Regions from separate parts of the Mus musculus genome. Here region 2 is linked to region 1. Evidence: chromatin contacts called from public Hi-C data. All regions are on one chromosome and are shown on one strand. The core of a region is the stretch at or near the end of the contact, and the rest is flanking DNA. Distances in the headings are between cores, read along the strand shown.

Region 1 (7,113 bases), core at 1,584-4,083:
AAATTGAATTTAAAAATGATGAGAGTTCTTTGTGATTTATTTTTTATAACTTGATTCTGTAGTTCTCCAGGGTGAACTTTGTAGATGACAGTGTTGTCTCACAAACTCCAAGAGGTAGACATGTCTGCAGCTGAAGACAGAATTGTGTACTTTGGTTCTTTCCAGGAGGTCACTGAGAAAGTCCCCATGCCTCAGTTTCCCCAACTGTGACCACATGACAAAGCCCATTTTCCTCATTTCACATGACTACTTGTATTCACTTACAAGGTAGTAGTGTCATGCTGATCTTCTTGAGTGTGTGTACATGTGTGTCTTTTAATACATTTATTTTTTATTTATTTGTTTCATGTGTGATCTGTGTGCCTATGAGTGGATATGATCATATGTGTGAGTGTGGCACACATGTGAGAGTCAGAAGAGAACTCTAGGCATCAGTACTCAAGGTCTACCACTTTGGGAGCAGGGTCTCTTTATCATCCATCACCAGGTAGGCTAGGCTAGCTCCTTCTGACCCCAGCTATCTGGATTCTCCCTTCTCCATCTCCCAACTCACCTTGGAGGTACTGGGATTAGAGTTTGCACCATGATCAGCTTTTTAAAACTCTGGGCTCTGGGGATCCAAGGTCACATAGGCAAGTGCTATACCTACTGAACCATCTCCCTAGACAGGCCATGTTTTGTTCTTAAGCAAACTATGTACAAAGACCTGGGAAATGCTGTTTGGAAGAGAAAGACCCTAGAACTCCCTTAGTTTAGAATTCATTGCCAGCCCAAGGGAGAAAGAAAGGGTAAGTCAGCCAGAGGGAGGAAGAGAGAGAGGGAGGGAGGGGGATGGGAGGAAGGGGAGGGAGGAAAAACACTGTGTGTGTGTGTGTGTGTGTGTGTGTGTGTGTGAGAGAGAGAGAGAGAGAGAGAGAGAGAGAGAGAGAGAGAGAGAGAGAATTTCTCTCCCCAATCAGAAAGCAAACAAACATCTATGGTAACAGATGTCGATGACCCTGATTATTCCAAGGTGCTTAGCATTTAGGTTTCTCAAGTAGTCTCCCTCCCCCCTCCCTCCTCCCCCTCCCTCCTCCCCCTCCCCTCCTTTCTTTCTCTCTCTCTCTCTCTCTCTCTCTCTCTCTCTCTCTCTCTCTCTCTCCCCCTCCCTCCCTCTCTCCCTCTGCCTCTCCCTCTCCTTCCTATTCCCTCTCCCTTTCCCCTTCTCCCACTCCCTCTCTCTCCCACTCTGTCTCATTCCTCCTACTCCAGTTCAACTGGCTCCCAGAGTAGAGGCTTGAAAAGAAAACACCCTCTTTGCGATGTGGTTCCTTCTCTCTCCTCTGCCAATGCCCACACCAGGCCACCCACCACACCCACAGGCTCCTGAGCTCTACTTGCTTCTCTCTGAACACAGAGAACAGGAGAGCGAACACTTTCATCCTTTGCCCCAGGTCCCTCTGAGCTTTTTGTTTCTATGGGAAATCACATTCAAGGTCAATGTCTCCCAAAGTAAACTTCTGAGCCCACCCAAGACTTTATCTGAATACTAAAACGGGGATGCCTTTGTTCTCTCTAAACTTACTCCGAGATGGCTAAAAATGAATTAATGATATCACACCTTCAGGGGTTTGAGGATTTTTTTTTCCGGGGAGGGGAGTTGGTGAGATCCGGAAGAGTCCTCATCTCTTTTCTCAAATAAAGGGAGAAGATGAGCGGCTAAGGACAGGGAGAAGAAGGTCTGTCCAGTTCTCTCTAAAGTAGACCCTGCGGAGAACAGGCCTGTGATTCTGGGATTAAAAGTTGTCTGCCGAAACTGTAAGGGCCATGTATATGCAAGCAGTTAGGAGTTATTACAGGGCCCCAAATAGGAAACCGTTCGCTTGATCTTTCTCTTCAATCCTATTAGGGGACCCCTGTAGCTCGAGAGAGATACCAGCCTGTCATGTCCCGGTTGCTGTGACGACCCTGTCTTTATAGAACAAGAAAGGGAGACGGTAGTGATTGGCAGACCTTGCTTGCCCCCGTATGTACAACAAAGGGCGACAAAACGAAGAGGAAGTGAGGCCCTTCTGGGCTTCTTAACCCGACCCCACCTTCCACCTGGCCATCTCGCCCCCCTCCCCTCCTCCGGAAAGGACAGCACCACCGCCTGTGTACAGATGTCAAAAGATCATTAATCGTGGGGTGGTGGTGGGTGTTTCTAATTGCAAGGGATACATTTTTTTAAAAAGTCTGTCTACCATCAAGTTCATTTAGCTAAAGCGATGTGGTGGGGACTTGAAGCAATGAAGGGGGTGCCTAAGGCGTTGCCCTGCGGGTGACTACCACACAGGGCCCTGTTGGTGTAAGGTTTGGGAAACCGGGAACCTTGGGGGGGGGGTGCGGTGGCCTAGCCTGAAAGTCCCACCATCTGGTGCCACAGTACAACTCGCCAGTCATAAATAACAGCCTGTCTTTTCACGTTTTCTCTGTGTCCTCCCCCCTCAGAGTCCCTCTAAAGGGGCTGCAAAATGGAAGATGGAGTTGGGGTTCAATTTCCCCTGCCGTCTGCGCGGGAAGGAGAAGGCGCGTCCAGGGGCGGGCACCAGGGGAGGGGACCACGAAGCCTGAAGAGTGGCAACGACAAAGGCCGCGGAGTTCTAGGGCCCTGCTTTTCTCCGCGAGCCACCCAGCCCCAGCCGGAGCCTTGGATTGCAAAAGAAAACCCGAATGAGCTCTGCCGAGGTGGCATTTTCGTCTCTTTCTGTCCCTTTCCCTAAAGCCGGCAGCCCTGCGGGGACGCGTCTCGTGTTAGAACTGCGCGGTACGCGGGCAAGGGGTGCTGCCGGGCGTCCCTGGAACCTGGAGCTCGAGGATCCTGGCTCCCAGTCTGTGGACACAATTGCCTCTTTTAGGTTTGCAAGGCTCCCGGGCTCTGCGCGCACACTCACTGCTGCCAAAACATTTCTCAAAGGTCCCCAAATAAAATCAAACCCGAGTAGTGGCCGAGGCCCGGGATTGCCCAGATAATGCACAGGGGAACAGAAGTGAAATCTGTTCTTTGGGGAGTCATGGGCAATAAAAGCAAAGCCGAGTTTAAAAAAAAATATTTTTTTCCCTTTTCTTTTGGAGGAATCGAAGGAGGAAAAAAGACCAAAAAAAAAAATGTTAAAGACGAAAGTTTAGAAAGAAAGAAAGAAAGAAAGAAAGAAAGAAAGAAAGAAAGAAAGAAAGAAAGAAAGATAATGAAATAGGAAATGAAGACCCACCCTGCAGCATAGCTGCAAAGTAAGAAAGTAACAACGTTTAACTTTGACGTGTGTCCCACTTAAAATAAAACTCTTTTATCTCCCTGAGAGCCGAGATCCCCAAACCTTGTTTGGACTCGGACAGAGAGAAAGAGGTGGTAAATAGGCGAATTTTGTTTCCCTACGGGTGCTGTGAGCACGATCTATCCAGGATCGTCAGACAAAGCCGGTGCCATGAAGCGGGTAACTTTTCCAGGTGAGACTAGAAACTCGGTTTAAACTCCAGGGCACTCCATGAAACCGGCCAAGAAAAAGTTGCTGAAGAAAACCCACCCATCCTTCCAGCAAAGCCCCCCCCCCTTCCATTCCCACCCCGGATTCCTCTCTCAAATGAATTACAATCCACTCTCTTCCGTGCCAAGTCCATCGGCTTCATAACCAAGCCCCCAAGATTTTAAGAAATAAACTTGAGGTTCGGAATTGAGAGGAACTGGAGTGTGGTTCTTTCAGCCAGACTTCAGTGTTCTTGGTTCTCTTCCCACCAGGCGTGATGAAGCAAAATATTTTAACTACAACTTACAAGCTTGTTTTTTATTTCATTTTCCCCTCTTTCTATACATTTTCTTTCCTTAGGAGAAACAGATCAAGGAAGACTAATTACAAGGCATGGCGAGAAGTCAAATGAAAAAGGATCCCATCAACGCAGAAAGTAAATTAATTTTTTAGAAGATAGGTTTTAGTTTGTAAGAAGAATACATTGTATTTAGTAACATTTGTTAAGATTTAGTTCAATCTTCAGGTTGGAATATGAGGGCTAAGCCTGAGGTCACTTTCTTAGTTGGAATTTCCTTAGAAATTCTAATTTGAAAACATCCTTGGGATCTTTGGTTTGCTTTATTTATAAGAAGCTTTGGGAGTATTTTTTAAAAGATATTATCATTTTGTTTTTGTTTTTTTTTTAAACAGACCTTTTAGCTTTAAACCACGGCTTTCAACTAGAATGTAAAAAATGCTTTTTGTTTGGTTGGTTTTGGGTGTTTGAGTTTTGTTTTTTACTGTGCTTTAGTTAGTCGGACCTTTAATTAAATTTTTTTAATTAAAAAAAAAAAAAAACCCTTTCTTCTTGATGACTATCCAGTCCCTAAAATATTCGAGAATGTTGGGGAAAATGTCCACTAACACAGGCATCTGACCAGCTACTTCAGGCAGAGCTTGATTCAGGGGCTACCCTCACCGGACCAAGGAAGCAGATTTTGTTATTCTGGTTGGCATTAACGGTGGTGGCTTGGGGGGTTGGGGTGGGGTCTCTCCTTTTGTGTCTATGAGCTCACTGTCACATCCCTCGCTCTCTCTATTAACATTTAATTTTCTTTTGGAAAATACAGAAGAAAGCTCCACAGCGTCTGGTCCTAGATGTTCTAAAGACGTCCAAATACCTAAATATCATGAGTATTTTCAAAATAAAACGCAATGTGTGCCTTACAACTTCTTTATTTTTTGATGTTTATTAGAACCGTCAACATTAGCCATTTCTGAATATGGTGGTTCTTGAACACACGAAGCGGCTGCTTAAGTTTCTTACACAAAATCCTGGAAATTGTCCTCCACAAATCTTTATCCAGCGCTTCTTCGGCTCTTTGACTCTCATCAGAAGAGGCGCGCTATAAAAACGTGGACGATTGCAACCTGAGAATGATTTATTTTTTACAAAGACGAACCTTTTCGGGCCATTCGTTTATTTTTAAATAGAGAACGGGCTTGGGTGGGTTTTTTTCTTTCTTTCTTTTTTTGGGGTGTGTGTGTGGGGGGGGGGAGGTTGTTTTCTTTCTCTCTGTTTTACTAGGCTCACAGGGCCAGGCGCAAGAAAAGAAAGCCTCGCTGCTGCTGCTTCTTTGCAGTTTCAACGGTGAATTCGCGCCACCTTCTGGTAGCTTGGAGGACAAAAACACCCGACTGGTTCCATAAAAGAATTCTTTTATTCACAATTGTGTCCGGTTGGTATCTGTAGGCGGAGCGTCCCTCTGCTTCTCTGAAAACTCCTGGCAGATTCCCTACAGCCTGGTTTTTATAAAGATGCTTTAAACTAGGAAACCAGTTTTTTTTTCCTTTATCTTGTCTTTGAAAGAGCTCTCTGAAATGAAAGCTGCATCTTTACATGATAGTTTACTGAACCGTCTCTGCCTGGTATATGGTTGGACTTCAGTAAAGGATGCGTGTAGTAGACTCCGCTATCCCACATGCGCAGTCCTCCGGGGAATGCTTGCAAACAAAATGGAGCCTATAACTGTAGCAGCAGAGAAACAAACGCCTTTCCTTCTTGGGTTCATAAGACCCCCATTGCCCACAATTAATCACAATGACATGTTGTATTCAAGCTCTTTGGTGAAGTCGGCTAGGTTCACATACATCTGGTTTTTCATAGATTTCAATCCATTCTGCAATACGGACTTCATGATATTAAACTTGTTGGTACAGCTCTTGGGTCTCCAAAATTAGCAGTTCAAAAATTTTTAAAAAAAGTTATCAGTTCAAGCCACTTTGGTGGCTCAAGACTTTAACACAGGCATAGTGAGGTCAAGGCTAGCCTGGTCTACATAGTGAGACCCTGTCTTCAAAGGGCCAACAAAATGAAACAAGTTAGCAGTGTGAAAAGAGGCAATTCTTCTGGTGAGAATTACCACAAAGATGGAAGTTGATACTTAGACCCTCAAGCCAAGCTCATTTTAAAAATCGAATGGGTGGCACAGAGCATGTGGCTGGGTTGGCCCTCATCTAGTTTGCACTATGTTCTGGGCTCTGTCCTCAGCACTGCATGAACCGAAACTCCAGCACTGGGGAGGTGGAGGCAGGAGGGTCGCTCAAGGTCATTCCTGTGCATAGCTCAAGGTCATTCCTGTGCATAGCTCAAGGTCATTCCTGTGCATAGCTAATTCCAGGCCATCCAGGAACTACATGAGATAGAGTTTCAAGGGAGGGAAAAAATGTATTCAACCAAAACACATAGGCATATATAGCCTACGTCTTCCTTCCAGAAAGTTCTTTCATCCAAGGAATAAATGTACTCTGTACTGCCATTTAAAGACTCTGTGGAAACATGGGGATGGGAAGACTGTGCCACAAATAAAGTATTGAAAGCTACGCAAAGATAAAGACTCCATGATTCACCCTGAGATTCTACATTTTTAAAAATTTCAGTCACAGCAGCATGCTTGTGATCTCAAGGACCCGCACCCTAGCTGTCCTCTACCTCCCATATGCAGTCACACATACATGTACCTGCACACAATGTGCATGTTTGTCTGTGAACACACACACACACACACACAAAACACACTCTAAGAGGAGTGAAAAAACTAACACTTTGCTGCAGTCTTGACGGGGCTCCAAATGTTTTTGTCAGCAAAGCTGTGCACAGAAAGATGGGTGCTATAATTGGGCTATCTCAGTGCAATCATTTTCTCCATTAGTCATTCATTATTTACGAGAACCATCCAAGTCCCAGTGCATGCCAGACCTGTGAAGTTAAAATAGCCCTGCAGACAGCCATGGGTGGGCTACGCAGCACACGGCAGTATCTACGCCTGACTTAGCAGGGGCCTCTCCAGAAGAATCATGCTGAAGGCATCTGTCCAGACAGGGCAGGTGACTACTTGCATGACATGAAGACAACCCCAACAAGAGAGACCAATAATTATTTTGTCATCAGCGTAATCTCAAAAATCTTTACTGCCAATGCAAGAAGGTTTTGAAGAAAGCTTCGATGAAGACTACATACATAGTTTCTTGAAGCATATTCAAGACCAGGACGCAAAGGATGGAGAAGAACACTTAAAAAAAAAGACAAGGCTGGGCTGGGAAGGTGATTTAGTGAATAAAGGATTTGCTGCCTAAGTGTGAGGAACCT
Region 2 (7,113 bases), core at 1,563-4,062, 360 kb before region 1:
AAAGTACATGCCTTATAAGTATAAGGACTTGAGTTTGGTTCCCCAGGACCCATGTTTTAAAGGGCCAGGTATGTCAGTGAGTGTTTATAATCCCAACACTTGGGAGGCAGAGATAGGCAGGTCCTTAGGGATCACTGGCTAACCTACTTGGCAAGTTCTAGGTCAGTAAGAGACCCTGTTTCGGCAAACTCATGATGTTTGGCACCTGAAGAATACAGTAGAAGTGCTACTCTGACCTCCACACATAGATACACAGACTTGCATGCTTCTCCCACACCTGCATCACACACACAGAGGCATACACACACACACACACACACACACACACACAACCTTATGAAGTAAAACAACCAGGTATTCATGAGTAGGTGATGAGTGAAGAAAATGGAATACAACATAGAAAAACCTCACAATTGTATTATGTGAAAGATAGCTGTTTGCAGTATGATTTACGTATATAGCATTCATGAAAGGTCACAGGTATTAAGTACAGCAATGGGGAATGGTTTTCAGGAGTATCTTGGGGTCCCTATGAGGTGCTAGCCAAGAAATGTGGCAAGAAAGCTGGGTCTTTGCTTCATTGTGATCTGTTTTGTATGTTATAGTTTTTTTTCTTTGAAAAATATGTTCCATGCTGGAGGAAGGAAGGAAGTTAAACCAGACAGTGCATGAGAGCAACAGCAAGGAGCTAATGAAACGTGTAGCTCTATGGGACAGCTGCTCAAAGGCTGTTGTTCCACAGGAAAGCTACTCAAATGTACAGCTCCATAGTACAGCGACTTGAATTCATGGCTCCTTGGGACAGTCACCGTTGTTGTTTTCTAGTGTTTCTGTCTGTCTAGCATCTTCCTGCTCTAGAATCCCCAGCCCTAACTTCACCCCATTGCCTTACTCTCCACCAGCATCCCCAGAGGTCCAGATGGTGGAACCACAGAAGGAGCAAGCTGGAAAGTACTTATGATTTTTTTTATTTGAGTGGTTTGACCTTTGTCCCAGTATTGGTGTCTGCCATATAGGAGTGCTGCCTGGGCCATTTCCGTTTCTGTCTTCTTAGTCTTAATTATTCATGCAGGATGCTATGAAGTTACTAGAGAAAAGAATTTCACACTTAAACAACTGAAAATCGCAGATCTTCCCCTTTATACAACATTCTACAAGCTTAGAGATCTGAGATGAGGGGCCCAATAGTGTTATGAATAGCTAGTTAAAGACACACAACTAGAGTCTTTGTGTCTTGGCTGGAAGTTGTCACTTCTAGATCCCTTGAAGAAGGGCAAGCACCAGCCAGGCAGAGGAGTGACACTGTATTTCTCGACTCCTCTTTATGCTGTCTCAAGAAATCTTGGAGCTCCTTGGATCCCCCTTCAGCCTCACTGATGCTGTCTGTGCTGCCAGAGAAGAATGCTTATTCCTGGCTTATTCTGTGCTGTGGGGCTGTCTCTTGAGACTGCTGGGAGCTCGTTTTGCTAGCTCAGCTGTTTCTCAGCCTGCCCTGCCCAATGATGTCAGCTGTGATGTCTCTTCACTCAGGAATCTCTCCCCCCACCCTCCCACTGCTCACCACCTCGGCCTCTCTTTTGGTCCAGCTAGCGATGTCTTCATCTATTTCTCCCCTTTTCCCTGGTCTCTCTACTTTTGACATCCTTGAGGCTGATAGTGTTTGTCAGGTCTGTCTTTAACTCTGGGGAAAGAGCTGGTGGAGCCATCTGTGGGTTTTGGAGAGCATCCCTGCTTGTAATTATTTTTCCTGGAGTTGTCCTTGATGGAGCAAGGGCCCATTGTTGTTTCATTAGCAGTTGTCGCCTGGATTTTCTCAACACAGAGTGTGTCTTGAGGGGTGGTGAAGATGGCATGGGGGGTGTCTCAGAAATACAATAGTTGTTGATTTCTTCATAGACAATTGAATGAAGAAGTCAGTCCCCAGGACACGGCTTGGGTTTGATGGCTCACACCATTTGGTTTCAGGGTTCCCACAATGGGGCTAAGATTTTCGTCACTTCTCAACCCTGATGTCAGGGAGCTGTCAGAAACTCATCAGAAATGGAAAACGGGGAACTTTCTCCTCACAGCAGGAAGTCCTTGTCCGGGAATAATGAGCAAAGATGAAATCATCACAAGCCATCTAAAAGGTTTGGAAATTCGTGTTAATTACCTCAAAAGACAGTGAGAATTGCAGAGAGCTAAATTAAATAACACCTCCTTTCAGTACTAGAAAAGAACTTGGGTTACTGGAGAATCGACAAAGAGTTCTCTTTCCCTTTCTCTCTCTCCCTCTCTCCCCTTCTCTGTTACCTGCCCTCATCTGGTATGATGGTGGTGATAGTGGTGGTGGTTTGTGTACAGGAGGTGGTGTGTGTGTGTGTATGTGCGTGTATTTCAACACAGAAGTGCCATGGTTCTCATGTAGTGGTTGGAGGGCAAACCTTAGAATGTTGTTCCTAGCCGTCCACCTTGTTTGAGGCACTCTCTACTGCATATAGGATGGTTGTGTACTTCCAGGGACTCTCCTTTCTGTGCCTTCCATTTCACTGTAGTAGCACTGAGGTTCCATATAGTCCCTTATCTTATTGGATGGCTTGAGTTGGGACTGTTTATGTATAAGTTTTCTCTCTTATAAAATGTAGTTTTGAAGAGGTCTGTTAAGCTATTTACAGCCTATCATTCTAGAGTGTGTCATTTGAGATATCTTTTAGCAGAGACCTGGGGCAGGGCAGTGTTCTGGGTCCTGCAGGGACACAAAGGAGTGCACCAGAGTCGTCCACATCAGCAGTTTTGTTGTGAAGATCTGCCACTGCACTCAGCTCAAGCAGAACCAGTCCTCTATTAGGCTAACAGATCTGTGCCAAAAGGAATTGGCTTGATGTGAATAGAGTGTTAGCAATTAGAACACTAATTGTTTAAATGTAAATGATTGCTTATAAAGTGCTTAAAAGGACCACTTCTGCTAAATAGGTTGAGCAATCCTCTTGCAATTGCATTCATCTTTTTAGGTTGTTTAGAAAGAGAAAAAGGTTAGTGCTCTTTTTTTCATAGGCTGTTATTATAACTATTTATGATTTATGCTCTGCCGCCTCCGTAAAAGGATTGGAGGCAGCTGAAAGCAGAAAACACACACAAGCCATGACAATTAAAATTTGAAAAAAAAAAAAAAGGAAAATTAAAAAGACAACAGAAAGCAATTACTGAAGGGGAGATGGGATTTCCAGAAAACCTGGGACACATCCATGTGTTTCTTCCTGGACCTGCCCCCAGGTTAGCTGAGTTTCATTTGCTCTTTAAAGGCAAAGGCAGCTAGAAGAACACAGAGGGCAGGCATTCCCTACATGTCCTTAAGCTTGTATCACACCTACAGTTCTATGGATAGCTGGGATTCTTTCCCCAAAGGACCAAGCAGAAGATGGACTGCAGACAAATTCTTAGGATACTATGTGTCCTGCTTTAATTTCTGTCATTGTGATAAAAATACCCTGACAAAAAGGAACATAGGGGAAAAGATAGTTTATTTCAGCTTACAAGCCCATTCTTGGGAAGTCAAGGCAGGAACTTCAAATAGCTATCTAAATCAAGCTCACTGTGAAGAGAAGACAAGAAAAAAGAAGACAAGAAAAGAGAAGACAAGAGACGAGAGAAATGAATGTGTGTATTACTTGCTTACTTGTGCTCAGCTCAGTTTCTCCAACTTTGCATTTTATGACCGCTCCCCCTCCCCTGTGTCTAGGGAATGGTGGCACCCACAATGGGCTGGGACTTTCCACATCAACAAACTTAAGACAATCCCCACAGATATGTCCATGTCCATAGGGCAACCTGACCTAAACAATTCCTCACCGAATCTCTTTCTGGGTTATTCAAAGTAACAATTGAAACTAACCGTCATACTGTGGTACTTGTATACACTGTTAATAGCCTCCAAATTATTTTTATTATGTAAATATCAGAAAAATACACTGTACATGAGACCCTCCAATATGTGCATACTTGTTGACATAAGTTGTCTGCATAAACTATGGTCCCAAGATGTTCTGTATATTGTGAAATACATGAAAAAAATAAATATTCAATATGAAAATTACTATGAACAGTTTACACATTTTTCACTCATTCTAATACTGTGGTTTCATGTGGATGAAATGTTTATTATGTTTAAATGTTAATGAGTGAGGAAGGAGAGATGGCTCAATGGTTAAGAGAGCTCAATGCTTCCTTTTTTTAAATTTATTTTCTTTTCTTTTTTTTTTTATTACGTATTTTCTTCAATTACATTTCCAATGCTATCCCAAAAGTGCCCCCCCTCACTCCCCTACCCACCCATTCCCATTTTTTGGCCCTGGCATTCCCCTGTACTGGGGCATATAACGTTTGCCTGACCAATGGGCCTCTCTTTCCAGTGATGGCCGACTAGGTCATCTTTTGATACATATGCAGCTAGAGTCAAGAGCTCTGGGGTACTGGTTAGTTCATAATGTTGTTCCTCCGATAGGGTTGCAGATCATTTTAGCTCCTTGGATACTTTCTATAGCTCCTCCATTGGGGGCCCTGTGATCCATCCAATAGTTGACTGTGAGCATCCACTTCTGTGTTTGCTAGGCCCCGGCCTAGTCTCTCAAGGGACAGCTATATCACCGTCCTTGCAACAAAGGCTTGCTAGTGTATGCAATGGTGTCATCGCTTGGAGGCTAATTATGGGATGGATCCCTGGATATGGCAGTCTCTAGATGGACCATCCTTTTGTCTCAGCTCCAAACTTTGTCTCTGTAACTCCTTCCATGGGTGATTGTTTCCAATTCTAAGAATGAGCAAAGTGTCCACACTTTGGTCTTCGTTCTTCTTCAGTTTCATATGTTTTACATATTGTACCTTATATCTCGCTATATTAAGTTTCTGGGTTAATATCCACTTATCAGTGAGTACATTTCATTTGAGTTCTTTTGTGATTGGGTTACCTCACTCAGGATGATGCCCTCCAGGTCCAACCATTTGCCTAGGAATTTCATAAATTCATTCTTTTTAATAGCTGAGTAGTACTCCATTGTGTAAATGTACCACATTGTTTGTATCTATTCCTCTGTTGAGGGACATCTGGGTTCTTTTCACCTTCTGGCTATTATAAATAAGGCTGCTATGAACATAGTGGAGCATGTGTCCTTCTTACTGGTTGGGACATCTTCTGGATATATGCCCAGGAGAGGTATTGCGGGATCCTCTGGTAGTACTATGTCCAATTTTCGGAGGAACCACCAGACTGATTTCCAGAGTGGTTGTACAAGCTTGCAATCCCACCAACAATGGAGGAGTGTTCCTCTTTCTCCACATCCTCGCCAGCATCTGCTGTCACCTGAATTTTTGATCTTAGCCATTCTGACTGGTGTGAGATGGAATCTCAGGGTTGTTTTGATTTGCATTTCTCTGATGATTAAGGATGTTGAACATTTTTTCAGGTGTTTCTCAGCCTTTCGGTATTCCTCGGGTGAGAATTCTTTGTTCAGCTCTGAGCCCCATCTTTTAAGGGGGCTATTTGATTTTCTGGAGTCCACCCTCTTGAGTTCTTTATATATATTGGATATTAGTCCCCTATCTGATTTAAGATAGGTAAAGATCCTTTCCCAATCTGTTGGTGGTCTTTTTCTTATTGATGGTGTCTTAAGAGAGCTCAATGCTTTCTAAGAGTACTCGAATTCTATTCTCAGCATCCATGTCAAGTGACACACAGCCCCCTCTATCTCCAGCTCCAGAGATCTATTGCCCTCTTCTGGTCTCTGTAGATACCTGCACTAATGGGCAAGCACAAATAAATAAACATAAACATAAACCTTTGCATGTTAATAAGTAAATAAATAAATAAATAAATAAAGGCTCATATAATGTTTGAGAAATAAAAAATGTTTAATAAGTAATATAACTAATGTTCTATTGTATTAACTTAGATGCCTTTTAAAAAATTTAAAGTACTCTTTTTGTTTAATTTTTCTTAAATTATTTTATTTATTTACATTGCAATCATTGGCCCCCTCCTGGCCCCCCTCTCACAGTTCCTCCTCTCTCTTGGCCTCCAGGAGGGTACTTCCCTCACCAGACTTCCCCCTTCTCTGGGGTCTCACATTTCTAGAGAATTAAGAGCATCCTCTCCCACCGAGGCCATACCAGGCAGACCGTGGCTACGTATGTGCCAGGGGCCTTGAACCTGTCCATGTATGCTCCTGGTTGGTGACTATGGCCATTTTCCTATGTTAATTCTACCTATCCATGAGCATGGGAGATCTTTCCATCTTCGGAAGTCTTCTCCAATTTCTTTTTTTAAGGATTTGAAGTTCTTGTCTTATAGATCTTTCACTTGCTTGGTAAGAGTCATACCAAGATATTTTATATTATTTGTGGCCATTGTGAAAGGTGTTGTTTCCCTAGTTGCTTTCTCAGCCTGTTTATCATTTGTATAAAGGAAGGCTACTGATTTGTTTGAGTTAATTTTATATTCTGCCACTTTGCTGAAGTTGTTTAGTAGCTGTAGGAGTTCTCTGATGGAATTTTGGGGGTCATTTTTGTATACTATCATATTATTTACAAATAGTGATACTTTGACTTCTTTCTTTCCAATTTTTATCCCCTGACCTCCTTTTGTTGTCTAATTGCTCTAGCTAGAACTTTGAGTACTATATTGAATGGATAAGGAGAGAGTGGGCAACCTTGTCTTGTCCTGGATTTTAGTGGGATTGCTTCTACTTTCTCTCCGTTTAATTTAATGTTGGCTGTTGGTTTGCAATATATTGCTTTTATTATGTTGTCAAAGTCTTTTGCATTATATAATGAGATGATCATGTGACCTTTTCCATTGAGTTTGTTTATATAATGTATTACATTGATGGATTTTCATATATTGAATCATCCCTGCATCCCTGAGATGAAGCTTACTTGATTGTGGTGAATGATGGTTTTAATATGCTCTTGGATTCAGTTTGTGAGAATTTTATTAGGTATTCTTATATTCATAAGTGAAATTGGAGTCTTTCTTTGTTGGGTCTTTATGTAGTTTATGTATCAGAGTAACCTTGGCTTCATAGAACGAATTAGGTAGTATTCCTTTTGTTTTTATTTTTCTGGAATAGTTTGAGAAGTATT

Evidence for each region. A called contact is a pair of places that touch in the nucleus more often than the background predicts.
Region 2: a Hi-C map of cerebellum shows a contact between it and region 1, with 2.1 times the contacts expected there. The contact joins two enhancer-like sites. A contact is called at or near these places in 15 of 484 Hi-C or Micro-C datasets (the BV-2 cell line, the C10 cell line, the HL-1 cell line and 7 more) and 4 of 115 datasets of contacts at active chromatin or transcription factors (the NIH/3T3 cell line, embryonic stem cells and stem cell-derived neural progenitor cells).

Annotation. Positions count from the first base shown.
Region 1 is chr1:121,175,383-121,182,495 of GRCm38.p6, forward strand. No RefSeq gene overlaps it. Among named protein-coding and RNA genes, the nearest start is that of Gm46155, 31 kb to the left of the region's middle. Within about 2 kb of position 2,834, at least 25 of the 459 cell types and tissues checked have an H3K27ac peak or open chromatin away from gene starts, as enhancers often do. A contact at or near this core is called in cerebellum, where this site is marked.
Region 2 is chr1:120,814,934-120,822,046 of GRCm38.p6, forward strand. All of the region lies in intron 1 of Gm29345 (a long non-coding RNA gene), which reads left to right. Among named protein-coding and RNA genes, the nearest start is that of Gm29345, 12 kb to the left of the region's middle. Within about 2 kb of position 2,813, at least 24 of the 459 cell types and tissues checked have an H3K27ac peak or open chromatin away from gene starts, as enhancers often do. A contact at or near this core is called in cerebellum, where this site is marked.